Linked DNA regions of Anser cygnoides: region 1 is linked to region 2. A link is a contact called in public Hi-C data. All regions are on one chromosome and are shown on one strand. The core of a region is the stretch at or near the end of the contact, and the rest is flanking DNA. Distances in the headings are between cores, read along the strand shown.

The links. A called contact is a pair of places that touch in the nucleus more often than the background predicts.
Region 1: a contact with region 2 is called in a Hi-C map of liver, with 3 times the contacts expected there. The contact joins the enhancer-like site here to the promoter of RNF43 in region 2. A contact is called at or near these places in 2 of 7 Hi-C or Micro-C datasets (both in liver).

What each region holds. Positions count from the first base shown.
Region 1 is chr18:1,888,443-1,892,855 of Taihu_goose_T2T_genome, reverse strand. All of the region lies in intron 7 of MTMR4 (myotubularin related protein 4), which reads left to right. Among named protein-coding and RNA genes, the nearest start is that of HSF5, 23 kb to the right of the region's middle. Within about 2 kb of position 2,070, at least 2 of the 3 cell types and tissues checked have open chromatin away from gene starts, as enhancers often do. A contact at or near this core is called in liver, where this site is marked.
Region 2 is chr18:1,835,019-1,838,937 of Taihu_goose_T2T_genome, reverse strand. It overlaps RNF43 (ring finger protein 43), which reads left to right and starts at 2,097. Exons shown (of 12, transcript XM_013189322.3): 1 at 2,097-2,503; 2 at 2,643-2,798; 3 at 3,888-3,919. The coding sequence starts at 2,452. It overlaps HSF5 (heat shock transcription factor 5), which reads left to right. Exons shown (of 6, transcript XM_048068219.2): 6 at 1-1,457.

The DNA of each region.
Region 1 (4,413 bases), core at 821-3,320, 54 kb before region 2:
CTCAGCTTCCTTTCTCAGCAGACATCCCAAGATCTTAAAGGTGTTGTAATTTGCTTGTGCAACTCAGAAACCAGTTCTCTCTTGCTGCTCCAGGGAGTGTGTCTTTAAATCCTGCCTTGGCTTTTGATCATTAACACCTGCCTCTATTCACAGGAATCAGGTTACTTTTTAACTGTTTATAGTCCTTTTTATCTTTTATTTCCCAGCATTGACAAAACAATGTTGTTAGAGACAGGATACTCCAAGGTAATGACTTTGTTCGTTGTCTTTCAAGTCTGTTCCGAGATGTTCTTATCTGGTAACTATTATCTTCTTCCTGGCGACAGCCATCATAAAAGTAGAGCTATACAAGCATATAATAACCACTCCTTCAGTCATGATAAAAGTTATACTCTTTCAGCATACAATAATAATAAAAATATTACATAATATCTCCATGGCTTTTACATCCTCAGTGATCTGTACACCCAGAGAACTGTGCATGCTCTGACATACGCCAGCTAACGCACCCATGCTGTCTGAGCTAGAAGTTCTTTTCCTGTTGCCCATGATGCTAGGAGGGTTGATGCACACATAGTTCCTTCAAAAACAAACAAAAAAAAATGAAAGAAATTCACCTTTCTTTTGCTGTTGATGCTTGTTTTCAGCTTTGATCTTTTTACAGTCACAGTTTTATTTATTTTTGATTTTATGAGAAAAAGCTGCCTGGAGTGCTGTGGTATTGTTGAAGATATCTGATGTTTCCTACTCATTTCTGTGACTGCTCTTAATTCATAGTTTGTCTTATTTTGTTAGACTTCTCTACAAATCTTAATGCTTTCCTCCACTTTCATGGGAAAGGTGATGCTTCATGTTCTTGCATTCTGTGAAGGAGGATCTCTCACTGGGGTGGTTGTTGCCTTTGTGGCAAGAAGATGCTTCATCTGTCCTTGTCTGTAGGTGTGGCTAGTGCTGATTTATGCATTGGTGTTGTTAATGCCTTTTTCTGGGATCTAACTTCACAGTTTCAAAAACATTCCATTTGTTGGTTTGGGTCAGCATGGTCCTAGGGGTGTTACAGGCCACCTCTCCATGAGTCACATTGCTTCACCCTTCATTTCTTTCCATGTGCTGTGTGAGCACATTACACAGCACAGGGCCAAACATGGGTCCCTTTGGGACTCCCTTTCTCACAAAAAATAACCGGTTACGTTCTGTTACTGTTTCTTGCTTTTCAAGAGTTGCTGTTTCTCAAGAGGAGCTTCCTTCAAGTCTTTGGTGAGCAACCTATAAAAAAAAAAAAAAAAAGCTATGAAAATCCAAATCCACTGTCAGCTTTGTGAGCTGTATCTACTTGTTCAGTGGTGCCTCCAGCAAGCTCTAGATATGTGACATGCGACCTCCCTCCACAAAAGCCATGTTGACTCTTCCCAAGTGCACTGTATTTACCCTTGCACCAACTGTGCAGTCAGTGGCTTTGTACAGAAGTCAGACTTGAGAGGTTTCCCACATTCGCCCCAGAGAGCTTTTTACAAAATTGATACCGAGTTTGCCACCTTTCATTCCTCCGGCACCCAAGCCAATGTAAGCAATAGATTACGCATCTCAGTTAATCATTCACCTGGTGTGCATTTGGGTTGCTGTAGCAATGTTGGGTATTATCTAGTCCTGCTGATTAGTTGCTCTTCGTTCCTAGCAGATAGTTCTACAGCTCCCCTGCTGAAGTTTCCACATTAATCTCTCCTTGTGCCTTGTCCCTTGTAAAACAGGGGTAGGTCTCGCAACTTCTTTTTCTCTGTGTGCTCCTCCAATGATCACCAGTGTGTAGATAGTTTTGACTTTCTGCTGTGATCTTGCTTATCTATCAGACCTCCGAGGTGTTTGAAAAAAGTCTTCATAGTTTTAGTCTCTTAATAGGGCATTTCTTGAAAACTGCATGATTGCCTTGTTTTTACTGTTTTTTAATTGAGATTCACATTTGGCTCCTCTCAGGTTTGTGTCCTTTGGAAACGTTTCCCCTATTTGAAGGATGTCATTGTATTTCTAAAATCGTACTTTCATTCACCAACTCTGCCAGCTCTTTCTGATCCTTTTTGATGTGTTTTATCTTACATTGACTAGCATATTTAATTGAGCATCGCATCAACTGCAAGCTTTTTTTTCAGTTCTCTTCCTTTCACTTTCTCTTGAAGTGTATAAAAATGAATCTTTTCCCCTTTCTGAAACAGACTTCTACTGCAGTGGGAAACTTTTCGCCTTTAAATATATTTTTGACTTCTACTGTGCAATGATCGCTGCAACAAAGCGATTTTTCAGTTACTCTGTTTTGGAGCAGCTTTGTGCATGCTTAGGACCAAAGGAAGAGTTATATGTCTTTTGTATTATTTGGCTGGTACCATCAAGAAGCAGCTGATCATTTCTAAAAACATAGCCTTTGTCTAATGTGTTATCATGATGCTTATGTATTTTATGTGGAAGCAATGCAAGTCTCCCATTGCAATTTCTGCCCTTGCAGCCTCTCTGAATCTCTTTCAGCCTGTCGTGGATGTTGCTGCTGCCATGCTTCTGTGGTTGTAGTGTATCCCTAGTACCATCCAGTTTCTCTCTAGGCTTGGGATTTCGGTTCATGCACTTCTTGCAATGTGTGTTGATGCTGGCAACTCTTGGCCTCACGATTTCACCTTCACTTTTTCTTGGAACAGACAGGACTTTGTTAGATCAATCTATTCTGGTCTTCCTACAAAGCTTCTACTCTGAAATCTAGGCTACCACTGATAATCTCCCTTGTGCCAAGTTTATAAGGTGCTGTTAAGCCAACATACTCCTTTATCCTGGCTCTTCGTGTCCTCTAGCCTTGGGAGCACAAGTCTGTTTATCTTCATCTCAGTGCCAATTTTTGTGCACCCTCCTTAAATTTGGCTTAACTTCTTGAGGCTATCCTGTGTCCTAACCTGAATTTTATTGACTTGATCCTTACTGTTTTTGTAAGATTACAGAGTTTGTGGCTTAACTCTTAGAAGATATGTAGAGCTTAGTGATATGGTTTAGTGGATAACTTGTTAGTGTTAGGTCAGAGGTTGGACTCGGTGATCTTGGAGGTCTCTTCCAGCCTAGACGATTCTGTGATATGCTCCTGTACTGAAACACTCTTGTATTTATTCTCCCCAGTTTTTGAGACATCTCCCGTAACATTTCATCTGAAGTGCCAGGAAAAACAGGTTCTGTTTTGATTTAGATGAAGACCATTCTTTTACAGACCATGGCTATTCAAAAAATCCCCCCAGATCCTAATAGATACTAATCATATTCAACATTTCATTGTTCTTGATCACACTTCAGTGCTTTTCTGATTTCCTGAGCAATTTTACAAGTGGAACATGAAGCACTCCAGAGAGTGCTACCACACACAGATGTTCTTCACACTGTGTGAATCCTAAGTGTCTTCAGCTTCTTACCCAACAGCTTAAATTTTCCTTACTGGATTTTCTTTCCATGCCCTATTGTTATTATCCCATAGACCAACCTTGCCTTCTGTCCAGGGCTTTCTGAGAAGCTGTCTAGACACAGTGTGAAGTGACGTTTTTAACAGGTCAGGCAGGTCCTTGCTACCCTCACAAACCAGGTAACATCAGCTAGGATAACCTGGATTGAGGGGAGCACCAGGCCACCCTCTGGAGCTTACCTGCTGGATAGTTTCACCCTCCTCAGTTTGCTTCCTGTCTGCCCTGAAACATTCCTTCGAAACTATGTGGGTTGTAGCCTGGAGCTGAGACTGCTCTTTGATGTTTCTTGTCTTAGCTTTGTCTGCCTGAGCTGCTGGGGCTCGGCTGGTCCGGCATCCAGGCGGTGCTTCTCCTCTGAAGCCTGCAACCTGCCTGCCCGCATGCAGCCACATGCTGGGAGCCCAGGGGCAGGCCAGTTGCTGTAGTAACCAGGAAGCCCCTGCACTCCTGAATTTTCACCTGTGCTTCATTTTGTTTGCATTGCTCTTAGCCCCTTTCCCCAGCATGCTATTTGGCTTTCCCTGTCTTTCCCTTAGCTCCTGTCTTGTCCTACTGTTAACATACACTACAATTGTTTTTTTAACGTCTGGGGAGTTAAGCATTTGTAATCCTATTGCCTGTTCCCCACTCCCCCCCCACCCCCAACTTCTGTTTCAGCCAGACTGCTTTGAACTTCTGTGCATTTAAATGTGGCACTTTGTTACTGCAGCTCTGTTTCTTAAAGAGTTGTGTCCCCTCTGCTATAGCTGTACATGCTTGGAGTTTATCCAGGTAACCAGATTGGTAGGGACTTGCCCATCACATTTATGTCACTGCTGGCACATGTTCAGATAATAACCTCACTAAATAAGATACTATTTCAGATCTCCCTTGTATCATTTTATTGTAGCACAGACCAAACCATCATTGCCATCTTTCTAGGCAGAGATCT
Region 2 (3,919 bases), core at 848-3,347:
TTAGTACTTTATTTTAAGTAGGTCTTAAATACATTTTAACATATTAAATCTGATTGTATTTATATTGATAGTATATTTAAAGTTTTTAATAGCTATGCATTTGTATTTATGTTAATATACTGTTTAAAGGATAAAGTGGGCACAGTCTTTATTTATGTTAGGGAAATACATGTGAAAGAGCACAAAAACACAGATTTGTGTCATCTGTGTTCATGCTTCTTTTAAAATTAATTAGAGCCAGTCCTTTCACACAAGAAAGAAACAGAATTTATCAGGACCGCCTCAGCTATACCCTCCAGCACTTTATGTAGCTTTTAGCTGTGGTCAGGGTGTCCTAAGTGAACGTTGAGTGGTAGAACGAACCAGGGCAAAGCCTTTGATTATTCACCAGCAGTCCAAACTAGACAAATGCAATCTGAGGATGCTTTTAGGTCAAGGCTAGTGGGAGTGTTACCATACTGGTTGTCCTCAGTTTTGTTATCCTGTATCGTATATTACAGGATATATGTGCAGTACAATTTCAGTTGACATGAATAGTGAAGGGATAGGTGGTTATGTTCAAGTCCTACTTCTTAAATGAAAGTATATGGAAACCATTTGTACATGAATGAGAGTATCTGGGTAGTTAAAAGGAAAAGTTTTTCAATAACATTGCTGCAGCTTGTCGCCTAAGTTTGGTTTCATGCCCTACAGCTGACATGGCTTGAGACTGTTGCATAATATGCTGTGGAAATTGTGGACGATCTGTGTCCTGTAGGAGTTGGTGCCATCAATAGTAGCGGGGTTTGACAGCAGCAGACTAGCCCTCACAGACCAAGGTGTAAGGAGATGGACTTAAAAGGATTTCAGCCTTATCAAACTGGAGCTGCTACCTCTTTAATTCACATACACTACAAAGGGAACTTCTTAGCTTACCTTTCTTATTCCTGCTTGCCACCAAAAGATTTGACCCTTTTGGAGATTTAAGATAGGGGAATCTCAGGGTCTTAGATAATGCTCTGTTGTTCTAAAGGCAAATTACGAAATCTTTCATATTAGAATTTTTTAGTATGCTGATTTAGAAAGGCCATGGAGCTGGCTCTCCTGATGTACATCACTTTCAGAACACACATGGATGTAAGCTCCCTTCATTCTTAACCAGCTCACCCTGACGTAGGGAGAGAGCACAGGAGAAAGGGCACTCGCTAGCTTAGGAAATTAGTATATTGCTGCACAAGGCCTCACGAGTCTCAGGTGGCCCTCTAGATTGAAGGTCTAGTGCTTCAGCACCTTAATGTGGATCTAGTTCAGTCAGTAAATAATAAAAAGTAACTTCTGTAGCAAAACCTTGTTTTTAACTATATTCTTGTTAATGGGAACACAGTGCAATTTTGTTTACCTCGCGGACCTTCTTTTATCGTCCTGCTCAGGCAGCGTGGTTGCACCAATCTGCAATAAATTAAACTTTCAAACTGAAATATGGATGTTGCACCTATATTTTCTTTCTTTTGATTTACAAATGATGTATTATCATAGTTGGAAAAAGTCCTTCGTGTTTCAGCAGTTCCTCCTGCCACTTTTATCGGCATACACCCCTTACCCCTGGAACCACGTTCTTATTTTTAAAAGCGGAGCAATTCTTCCTTGTGTAACCTTCTACTTTCAAGGAGTTACTCCAGGGAGTAGTTTAGCTGTACGCGTAACAACAACAACAACAACAAAAAAAAGTTCGTTAATCTCCGCTTTCTTGAAGGTGCTTTTTCACCTGCCCGGATCATACGCTTTCTGCAGGCCGGGCATTGTTTTCACGTTCGTGTCTGAGTGCCCTCCTCGAGCACCACTCCATCGCGCGCCCGTTCACCAGTTTCCAGTTGCAACCTTACTTTGAGGTTATAGGTCTGACCTGCAGCATTATTCACCTCTCGGTGATGTCAGAGGAGAGTAACAGTTGAATTCCAGACCTCTGACATCAGCCTGACCTGAAGCCTCGCAGCAAGCAGCGGCCAGAAAAGGGCTACCGCTGCCTCTCGATGGGCGGCAGCGGGGGGAAGGCCGGGGGAAACGCGGGGAGCCCGGCGGGGCCGGGCCGGCGGGGCGGGAGGGGGCGCCCGGGAGCGGGGCCGGGGCCGGGGCGGGCGCTCGGCGCTGCTCCACCCTCACTTTGTGGCAGCAGGTAGGAGCCGCGAGCCGGGAGCCGCGGCCGCCTCGCAGCCCTCCCGCGCCCGGCGCTCGCCCACGGGCGCTGCTGCGGCAGGAAGGCGGCTCCGCGCCCGCCGCGGGATCCGGCCGCCCCCGGCCATGGTCGAGCAGCCCCGCGGGGCTCGCCGCGGCCGCGCTGCCCGTGCCTCGGCTGCCGCCCCGCGCCGCGCCTAGAGCCGGTGCCCGCACGGGCTGCGCGGGGAGGGAGCCCCGGGAAGTCCGCGGGAGTTCTCCCGACAGGGGGCCGGCTTCTTTCCCGAGGCCGTGGGTTGCATGCGGACGCTTCACTTGCAGCCATGCCTGCCCCGGGAGCTTTCTGTCTGCGGTAATTTTCTCCCTTTGATCTCGCTGGATTCTCCGTCGGGCTGTGGAGCGCCACTCGCACCTACCTGCCTGCTGCATGTGCGTGAGGCGGCTTGTCTTCCGCGACGTCTTTTTCAAGGGTTCCTTATTTTTAAGAACAGATTGCCTTTCTAAAAAGGAGCAAGAAGACCCGAACCAAACATCGTCGGACGCACATGGTTTCCTTAAGCTACTGGAAGTAACTTTTTCTGGGATTTGTAGAAGCCTTTCCATCTGTCCCAGCCCCTGCGGGTTGCAGCAGGCGTGCTGCCTAACAGGTTTGCAGATTTTTTTTTTTTTTTAATCACTTCTTCTCTTCACAGCAGAGTGAGCGCTCTAAATTTTTGGTTGCACGTACCCCCTGTGTAAAGTCTCCCAGTTATGAAGGCTCCTCGATACGTTTCATGTGACTTTGGGGAAGACCATGGAACTTTATGGTTTTTTTATTTTGTGGGGCCTTTAGTTGGGATCTTCTTGGAAGTGGTAATACCGGAACTCGTAGCGTGAAGGAAACAAGATATGCGGTAACTTTTTGCTTGATACCTGCTTTGCTTGGTGTCTAAGCTTTTAGCATGTTTTGGGGCCTTCTTAAAATCTCCTGGGAACTTGAAACTATGAAGAGAAGCTTCGTACTTCAATAATTATCCTTGGGAATTGCACCCAAAGTCAGACCGAGCCTGGATTGTTAGGAGAAAACTAGAACTGATCTCTAAGCCTGAATGAAGCATTTCTGGCACAGGAAGGATGGAAGGGATTGATTCGCTTTGGAAGGGAACAATACAGTAGCAAACTTTTGTTTTTACCACAAATGCAAGAAATACCTCCTGCATAATTTTTAAGAAGGATACCAGTAACTGTAGACAACATTCAACTTTAAGAGCATGAGCGTATATTGTGGAAGAGATGCCTTGCTGGCAAGAAGGAGATGTGTCTCTCAAGCATGTGTGAGATGGATGTTTTGAACCTGGCGATCTTCCTAATTCTTGGGAAGGAGACACCAGGACGTTGCGTCCATGGAGGAACCTCCCTGTGCCTCCTCTCTGCGGACCTGACGAGTTCTTAATGCTGCGGGAGATTCCTCTGTGTCTGAACTGAACCCGTGCTTGCGACCTGCTCGTTCTCTTTTACTGATCTTTCTGGATCTATCTTCTAGAGGAGGGACTCGTAACTTCAGTGGTTGGTTTTTTGTTTGTGTTTTTTTCTTTTTTTTCTGGTTTAAAGTATGCTTTTCAGCTCCAAGCGGCCTTTGAGCACGTGGCACCAAGGAAGAGAAACGATGATGGCGAGAAGCAGGAGGGCCGCGCAGTGAGCAGCGCTGGCAGTGGCCGGTACCTGAGCCCCTCTCTCCCCATTTTCTCGCGCCCCAGGAGCCAGCGCTGCACGCCCTGCACCCGCTGTT